Regions from separate parts of the Mus musculus genome. Here region 1 is linked to region 2. Evidence: chromatin contacts called from public HiChIP or PLAC-seq data. All regions are on one chromosome and are shown on one strand. The core of a region is the stretch at or near the end of the contact, and the rest is flanking DNA. Distances in the headings are between cores, read along the strand shown.

The links. HiChIP or PLAC-seq counts read pairs in DNA pulled down with a chosen protein or histone mark.
Region 1: a contact with region 2 is called in an H3K27ac HiChIP or PLAC-seq map of embryonic fibroblasts, with 34 read pairs. The contact joins the enhancer-like site here to the promoter of Tm4sf1 in region 2. A contact is called at or near these places in 1 of 39 promoter capture datasets (3T3-L1-derived adipocytes), 1 of 15 datasets of contacts at CTCF or cohesin (the NIH/3T3 cell line), 4 of 484 Hi-C or Micro-C datasets (liver, nephron progenitors and pancreatic cancer cells), 3 of 115 datasets of contacts at active chromatin or transcription factors (a colorectal cancer cell line, embryonic fibroblasts and pancreatic cancer cells) and 1 of 9 other capture datasets (adipose tissue).

The regions. Positions count from the first base shown.
Region 1 is chr3:57,395,880-57,400,882 of GRCm38.p6, forward strand. No RefSeq gene overlaps it. Among named protein-coding and RNA genes, the nearest start is that of Tm4sf4, 27 kb to the right of the region's middle. Within about 2 kb of position 1,717, at least 14 of the 459 cell types and tissues checked have an H3K27ac peak or open chromatin away from gene starts, as enhancers often do. A contact at or near this core is called in embryonic fibroblasts and pancreatic cancer cells, where this site is marked.
Region 2 is chr3:57,299,885-57,304,608 of GRCm38.p6, forward strand. Tm4sf1 (transmembrane 4 superfamily member 1) reads right to left here and starts at 2,104. Exons shown (of 7, transcript NM_008536.4): 1 at 1,844-2,104; 2 at 1,638-1,752.

The sequences.
Region 1 (5,003 bases), core at 467-2,966, 96 kb after region 2:
CAGCTCAGATTCGTGTTTTGGGGGCTCACTAACATCTCCCTGGCACAACTTAAATCAATCCTAAAACATGCTTGTTGCAGTAGACGATTAGTCTGCTTTAATATCCCCAGTGGCGGTGGCGCGAGTTCCTTGCTACCTGTCCCAATGTTGTAGATTCCTGAATAAAAGACACACACTCGCAGCCTTATATTTAATATGTCTTAATCAGCTTAATGGCAGGGCCACTCCCAAACTTCCACATTGCTAACGCCTCCCCGCCGATACTCCTGAGTTATTACTTTCTAAAATCTATATTCCATCCTTATTACCCTAGACCCAACGGGGGCGGGAGGGGGGGAACTGGATTCACCCTTCCCTGGCTCTTTGATGATTGTCTTCTACAGCTCTCAAGCCTGCATCTTATTCCTTTCCTAGCATGGCAATGCTAACTCCTTCTACTCTTGGTTCCCTTGCCCGAAATTCCTAAAGTCCTGCCTCTATCTCCTTGCCCAGCCATTAGCCACTGGCAATTTTATTTACCAATTAAAACAAACTGCGGGCAGGGACCTTCAGTATCTTAAATGCGGATTCCCATGCAATTTTGGGAACCCAAATAGCATAACATAATGCAAGCTTTAGGCCAAATCTGAAACGCATGGTGTCTTAGTGCATGATTTACTCTTGGGATCCTGTGGGTTCATTGGGGCTGGAGGGATGATTCTCATGTAAGACAATCAGATAGCAGTTGAAGTGCCTGAAGACTCTCCTATGGCACTTAATTCTCTCATTTTCCGAGTGCCTCAGCTCTCCAGATATGCCGCTTCTCTTCAGCAGTCTAGGCTTCTCATTGGTGGGCTACCACCCCAATACAACAGGTAAAAACTGTCAGTGAGCATAGAGCTTGAGAGTAAGAAAGATCCAAGGTCTTTTCTGCCATATGTTGACAGTCAACCAAGCAACAGACCATCTCGGGTTTAAGGAGAGCAGGGAACAGACTCTGCTTCTTCATGAGGAATGGAATGTATATGCGTACGGCAAGGGAACTGGTGGCGACAAATCTCCTATCTTTCTTGGGGGTGGAGAGTGGGGGCTTCCTTTTCCTACCACTAGAAATGCTCCAAGAAAGGCAAATATCTGTATCAGATTGAAATGTCTTCCTCTTGGCCAAGACAGCTTTGTTGCCTTGGGACTTGACCTACAGATTCCATCCTCCATGAAAGCAATTTAGTGTGCTGTACTCAGTTAAAACCAAGGCCTTGGCCAATCCGATGACTGCCTGTTTAAATTCCCTTTTAATGCTTTCTTTCCTTTGGTTTCCAATAGTCATGGCTTTGAATGAATGCCATTTGCTTGGATAATTCTTCCAACTAAAACAAGTCTCTGTGATTTAAGAGATCCTTGCTCTCTTTTAAAGTGCACCTCAGTTTGTGATTTGACATTTATGAGATCATATCGGCTTCTAGTTTCCTGGGCAAAACTCTACCTCGCCATTTTTCCTCTGCGTGTGTGTTACCTCAAACATACTAGATCTGCTGTAAAATATGATTTGAATGGATGGCTTGTTCCTTCTCACCAGAATAATTTAATGCTGAGAATTTTTTTTTTTAGAAACCTTAACGACTGAATTAAGGAAAGGGAATTATTTGACTCTGTGACTCATGCAGTACGAAGTGATTCGCTTTAAGTATGGGATCCATAGCAACAGACATGACCTCAGCCATGCCATGGTCAGCTGAAGGAATATTCCCAGCTTTCAACTCCCACACATCATTCCAGGACACCTGCATCTCAAATTCCTTTACAGCTGACTAATATCTGGTTCAGGTGGATATTTCAGATGTAGTATCCACTTAACTAAAAATCTCTCTGAATTGTCTTCACCTCATCTGTAATAGCTTCTGAAAACTTGTTCAGCCTTGCTTCCACACCCACACTCTGAAGTCTTCCCTAAATTCCACACCCTGTAATGTTCTAAATTTTAACATCTTGTTTCCCAACATATTTAGATACAGCCTGATTTAGTTTTGATGTTCTCCAGAACTGGACACACAAATAAGCAGTTGAGTTCTGAGAATATTTCCTTTTATTAAAGATTTATTGATACTTATTTATTTATTTTTGGTTTTTCCAGGTCAGAGTTTCTCTGTGTAGCCCTGGCTACCCTAGAACTTATTCTGTAGACCAGGCTGGCTTTGAATTCATAGAAGTCCATCTACTTCTGCCTCCTGGATGCTGGGATCAAATGCGTGTACCACCACTGCCTGACTTCATATTTATTTGTATTTTTTATTATTTCAAATTGTGTATAGGTGTATGTTTGCATATGGATATGTGTACATGAGTACAGGTGTCTGTACAGGCCAGAGGCATCCAGTCTCCTAGAGTTGGAGTTATAAATGGCTGTGAGCCACTTGATGTGGATTTTAGAAACTGGATTTAGGCCTCCTAGTTATACCCATCACTTAGCTTCAGTTATTATCAGTTTGTGACAAGTTGCATTTTACCTGTACACCTATCCATTTCCCTTTTCACTTAATAGATTTTTAAGCAAATAGTATATATCAAGTGATTTGGTTCATATCTATGTAGGTAGTTATCTTCAAAAGATAAGTATAGTCCACCTTTGGTATCCACATTCTGTATTTGTAGATTCAACCAACCACAAACCAGGAAAGTATAGCAGATATACACAGGCTTTCTCTTGCCATTCTCTGAGACAATAGAGTATAACAGCTTTGTACGTGTCATTTATACTTTATTATATAACCATAAATAAGTAATCTAAAGGTGTTTGAAGTCTAAAGAAGAATATGTATAAGTTACATGAAAATCTGTGTAATTTTATAGAGAAGAATTGAGCATCTGTGGATTTTCATTTTCTCTAGAACCAAGCCCTTAAGGACACCAATGAAGACTCTAAAACAACACAAACACATACATAGTCACACCTAAAAGTACTCTAAGCACTCTCAGTAGCCATTGAGTTTAAATCTTCTATCTAAGAAAGAATGATATAATAATGTTAGTCTTCTCAATTCCTGGACTCTGACACACATACTCCAAAGTAAACACACACACTCACTCGTTTAAGATTCATACATGTGTTTTATGAAAACTTTTATTATCCAATGGAAAATGTGACACCAAGGGTCTTCTGGCTTTGCAGTTACCAATGTTTATCAAGCAAAAACCTCCTGAAGCACCTGCATATATCAGGTTTGTGGCTTTCTCTGTTTGCTATAAGGAAGAATATACAGTCTAGGGAACCATAGTCCATTATTAGAGTTTGTCAGAAAAAAAAAAAAACTGCTATGCAGTTTGGGTGGAAAACATTTGGGAATATCTAAGAAAGTGTGACTCACTCTAGTCTGAATGTTATTCAAAATTTGAAGTACTTTATTACTGGATATCCCCTAAGCATTGTCCATGAAATGGACAGAATAAAAAGATACAAAGTGATTTAAGAAGGAAGGGTTTATTTTGGCTTACAGTTCCAGGGGATACAGTCCATCATGCCCAGGGCAGTATTGCAGCAACAACAGGAGATATCAGCCACATTGCATCCAGAAGGCAGCGAATAAAAAAATGCTTGTATTAGCTCACTTCCTTCATTTTACTCAGTTTAGGGCTCAATCCCACCCAATAGCACTGCTAGAATTTAAAGTGAGTCTTCCCATCTCAATTAAGCTAATCTAGACATGCCTAGAAATTTGCTTTCATGGTGATTCTAAATTCTATCCAGTTAACAATTTAAATCAACCATAATAACTCCACCTTCTGTCTACCCTAAACCAAACACATAACTTTTAAACTATAACCTTCCAACCCGTCTCCATAGGACATAAGTATTTGTCTGCTTTTCTATTACTGTGGTACAACCCCATGACCAATAGAAACCTGGGAGGAAGGAAGCTTATTTCATCTTAAGAGTTGTAATTCGGGATAAAAGGAAGTCAGGTCAGGTACTCCAGGCAGAAACCTGGAGTAAGAACTGACATAGAAGCCATTGAAGAGTGCTGCTTGTCTCGTATGAGGCTATGCCAGTGCCTGGCAAATACAGAAGTGGATGCTCACAGTCATCTATAAGATGGAACACAGGGCCCCTAATGGCAAAGCTAGAGAAAGCACCCAAGGAGCTGAAGGGGGTCTGCAACCCTATAGGTGTAACAACAATATGAACTAACCAGTACCCCCAGAGCGCATATCTCTAGCTGCATATGTAGCAGAAGATGGCCTAGTCAGCCATCACTGGGAAGAGAGGCCCCTTGGTATTGCAAACGTTATATGCTCCAGTACAGGGGAATGCCAGGGCCAAGAAGCAGGAGTGGGTGGGTAGGAAAGCAGGGCGGAAGGAGGGTATAGGGAACTTTCAGGATAGCATTTGAAATGTATATAAAGAAAATATCTAATAAAAAATAAATAAACAAATAATAACAATTTAAAAAAGAGTGCTGCTTTCTAGCTTTCTATCTGTGGTTTGCTCAGTTTGGTTTCTTATGCAACCTGAAGCTGCATGCCTAGGAGAGGTAATGGACCTTACCACATCAATCAACAATCAAGAAAATGCCCCCATGTGCCTTTCTACAGACTAATCTGATGGGGGTATTTTCTCAATTGTGGTTTCCTTTTCTCAAATGCCCTTAGTTTGCATCAAGTTGGAAAACAAACCAACAAACAAAAACCAAACCAATATACCATCTCATAATGCAAAATGCTCTCAGTAAAACTTCAAAAGTCCCCATACTCTTTAACAAGTCTCTGCTTTATGATAAAAAAAAATTCAAGTCTAATTTGAGAGTCCAAATAATCTCTTTGCTGGGAACTCATATTCAATCAAAAGCAGCTTACACAGTAATGCACAATGACACTGAGTAAATATTCCCATACTAGAAGAGATAAATGAAGATAAATCAAGGAATGATTGGATCAAAGCAGTATAGGAACCTGCAAGGACAACCACTAAACCTGGTAGCTCTGTGTCTGGCACCTGGAGATCCTGATGGAATCATCTAGGCTTTACAGGG
Region 2 (4,724 bases), core at 854-3,353:
GGCTCACACCCAGCTCCTGCACACCTCTGGAATCAATGAACGGATGCCTCTGGGAGAAATGTTTTTTTGTTTGTTTGTTTGTTTTTATTTTTAACTATAGTGTAGAACTGTAGATTCTTGAGCACTGGTCTCAAGCTCTCAAACCCATAATTTAGTATGCTGCTCCTTCTAGAAAGTTCTGTTTCTTTTTCCCTGACCCACCCTACCTGTACTCCCTGGGCTAAACTCATTACTTCTTCGAGCATGCCTTCAAGTATACTGTACCACCCCACTTCTTCCATGCCTGCTCATGATTTTGTTTTAAACACAGCAAGCCCAATTGTGGCCCACACCATGTGACCACATGTATGAATCTGTATCCTTTCCAGCGTAAAATGAGACAGAGCTACCAGATATCTGGAAACTTCAGCTCACCTCATAAGAGCAGAACACTCGACACAATGGCAGGCGTTTCAGTGGCTCTCAATAAACATTTGCCAAATGAGTAAATATTTGTTCACAGAAATAGATGGAAGTTGAAAATGTTTGGTTCTAAGGTTGTTTGCATGTAAGAAAAGTCAACATAGCTTGAAAAGTTAGGCAGAGCTGACATTCATCATGTTTATGTACGTGTGCACGTGTGTGGATGAGAGCGGATGTGCATGGCGGTCAGGGGTATGAGGGCAAATTCTTCCTTAATTTTTTATTCACCTTAGTTTTTGATACTACCACTGAATTTGAAGTTCACCAACTGGTTAGACTAGCAGGCCAGGGAGCTCCAGGAGCCTCCTGTCTCTGCCTCGCCAGGGCTGGCATTACAGGCAGGTGCTGCCAAACGCCTTATGTTTTTACACGGATGCTGGGGATCTGAACTTAGATGGGGATCCACACGTTTGAACTGAAAGTACTACCAACTTTTCTGTCTCCCCAGACTCAAAATTATCATATTTAAATTTAAAAGCACTTAAATCTTACTCATCATTCACAAGCCTGTTTGGGCACTCCATCTAATGTACACAATACTTTCAAGAATAATTCCACAGAAAACTCCTACGATACTAAGTGCCATGTTAGTATAGCTTTTTATGTTGAAAGAAGTCTTGAGAGAGTGACTGCCAGTGTTTTCATAGACCACACTGGACATCTTAGAGTTGAAGATGTTAACAGCATAAAACAACAACAAAAATCTTTCCCAAAGGTTGTTTAGCTTGTTGGCAATGGAACTTGGTAACCTTTAAGAACTTAAAATTAGAAGCCTATATTTCCGTGTGTTTGTGAGAGTCTAGAGATAGATTCATACTCAGATCTTCTCTCTCCTGGTTGTATCTACATATATGTCCCTTGCTTGTCTAGAAGACACTGGCTTCTTACTCCTGTGAGTATGACAAGTGCTATAACTCATATGTAGTGACCATGCTCGTTAGAGTTTATGACTATAAGTAACAAATACAAGCTCAGCTGCCTTATCTATAGAAGCATTCATTATGAAATTTCAGATGAGAATAACAGATAGGACCATGGGACTCGGGAGCAAAGGGGAGCAAGAGGGCCTTTGTCATATTCCTTCCTGCATCTTTGTTCTCTCTGTCCGTAGGACTTGGTTTTCTGAACAAACCTGGTTCTACTTTCTCAGTCCACATGAAAGAATATAGCTGTACCTTTTCTTTGAGTCATGAGACGGTGCCCAGAGCAGGTTCTGAAGGATCTGAGTGTCACTAGATACGACTGCATCAGAGATCACACCTGTTGAGTCCTGCACAGTTAACTGCAGCTCTGCAAACACATGACAGAAGTCACTGTGCTCAGTCATCATGCCTGAAACCAAGAGGAGAAGCACACCCCAGTGGGTGAGTCTAATGCTTACCTGGAGTTGGAGTCTACTAATGTAGGTGGTCTGTAGTTTCCTTTATTTGAAACTGTAATCATGACACACAGGCGAAGGGGCAGTTGAGAAGAAGCAGTAGAAAATGGTCTTAACGCACAGCCACCCGGCTTTCCCCCTCTTTAAACTGCAGCTCACTTTGTTCATGGGTTAAAATAAAATTCTAGGTTCAAGATGAAACCAGTGTTGATTTCTTATCCCTTGACATCCTCACACTTACTGGTAGACCTCATAAAGCATCTCACAGCAGCCCCCAGCTGAGGAATCTCCCAGGTTTCAGCTGTGTTTTTCAAACAAGAAACTCCCTGCGTTTCCTAGGCCACAACTGAAAGCTCCAAACATGCCTGTGGTTCTCCCTGCCCAGCAACAGGCTGCACAGTCTGACTTCCTAGTGGATGGCTTAGATTGGGGTTTCAGAACATGCATGAGACAGACTGTGTGCAAACACTAATGAAAAAGAAAGATTTGTTTGCCCCTTGGAGTATCATTTCCTTTGATTTTCAGTAGCTAGAGCCTGTGATCCTGGCTTTCTACACAGGGCTAGAAACAGGTCTTCAAAACCACTTGTGTTGACTTGGCTCTAGGGAAGCAGTCTCGAAAGCTGGTCAGAAAAAGCTCCACCCCCAAGGGATTCTGATGAGCAGCCAGAACTGAAGTGTACTGATGTAGGCAGTCCAAACTTACAGCTTTATAAACAATGCTACTAATAAATAAATAAATAAATAAATAAATAAATAAATAAATAAATAAAATAGTGCTACTGAGGTCCAGTTGAGAAGAAAGGCCAGAGATTAAAACAAAGGTGGGGAGAACTGGGAGGAGTAAGAGGGGCACTGTAATCAGAATCTATATGTGTATGTATGTATGTGTAATAGATAGATAAATAGATACATATATATATATATATATATATATATATATATATATATATATATATATACGAAATGCATATATATGAAAAGGACCTATTTTCAATAAATTTTATGTATATAAAGTGAATAAATAAGTAATTCTGAAATATTTATTTTAAGATTTATTTATTTTATGTATATGAGTACACTGTAGCTGTAGATGGTTGTGAGCCACCTGTGGTTGCTGGGATTTGAACTCAGGACCTTAGGAAGAGCAGTCAGTGCTCTTATCCACTGAGCCATATCACTAGTCTGTAACTCTGAAATATTAAAATTAAATAATCATCTACACAGTGAGAAGCACATGGTTCTTATTGTGAAATGGGACCAAGAGACATCAGACTCCCAACACTCCCCCTATGATGTGAGATGTCAAGTTTTCTCCGCCCCCCCCCCCCAAACGTGAGGCTCTCTCCCAGTTGGCTTGCTTCCTACATCTGGCTTGCCCTGGGGAGAATGTCAGTAGCTGTCAGGACTTAGGTAATTATTCCCCAGTTTTGTTGTGCTGAAGAGAGAAGAGCACAGGGCAGGAGAAGGAGGATGAACAGGGCTGTTTCTCCTTCAGGAGTTAATTTTCCAGGTGAGAAGTTGGAGTTTGTGAGCTGAGGAAGCAAGCAAGCCAGGGCCACAAGGCCAACAAGTGACAGTTGGGATTTTTATTCCTTGGTTTTCTGACTCAGGCAGGATTTCTCTTTTCTGCAGGTTTGATTCTTTTTTTTTTTTTTAACTGCTTCATATGTCTAATGAGAAACAGACTTAGCTAGACAGACTTAGGGATTTCTTAACTAAAAAAGAAAAAACCCACAATTTCAAGACATTCACCCTTTGAACTCCATTTTTCTGAGACCCGAGGTTTGAAGGTTAATTTCACATCTTTTATATAAGAGGTTCCACTGATGTGAGCTGATTGACCTGAACCCTGCCTGGCAACTCAACGCTCAAAAGAAGGCTAGTGTCCAGTAGCTTGGTGTTAGTTACTGTAGCACAATAGACTCTTAACAAACAAGGGCCACACAGTTACACAAACACCTCCTATGTTCAGAATAAGACATAAGCAAGCCTCATCCAGACATGGGCAGTCCTGTGGTTTTGGCATATTGGAGGATGAAGCCAAAGGATCTCAAATTTAAAGGTCACTTAACAATAATTCTCTCTCTCTCTTTCTCTCAAAAAAAGAAGAAAGAAAAGAAAGTCTATTCCCTTTTATTTCCTTCCTCCTGATCTAAGCGTTCACCCTACCTTCCCTTGCCCATCTGCCTTTCAGCCTTATACAATAATATGCGTGCTTGCAGAGGAGAGGCTGGCCGTTGGTCTGTCCCTCTCCCACTTTGGTAAGCTCACTCAGTTGCTGATGTTACAAGAGTGTTTAATGATGGTGATTTTCAACACCACTTTTCAGGGATCCCTAGAAACAGAGAAGCTATGTCATCCAGTTGTGAATGAAAAGAAATCCTGTTGAGCATCTGTACCAAGTGCTTCTCTGACTTCCGAGTTCTCAGCCACTTAGTTTGAAGCATAAATAAGATTCGGTGTGAGCATGCTCCGAGCAATCATGATGAATCAGTGAGTTCAGGCTCTACTGACTGGGCTCTGCAACGCCCAGTCAAAAACAATATGGCTTTTGTAGCTGTCAAATAGCAACATGGCAAATTTCCCACTGATACTGATCAGACTGAAAACTCAGGTTCCTGCTGTTATTTCCCTGGGGGAATTTTATCAAAAATGACCTTACAGCAGTGAAAAGTTGAGGGGTGTGTGTGTGTGTGTGTGTGTGTGTGTGTGTGTGTGTGTGTGTGTGTGTGTGTGGAAAAGTGACAAATTTAGAAAGGCTATGACGTTTACTGATAGCCAAAGTGAACATTTGCCTTTCTACCTCCCTGCTTGGAGTCTCTGCCTTGCTTGGATACAGAATAGCTGAATTATGAGTAAGTATTTGCTTGGTGTCTAATATA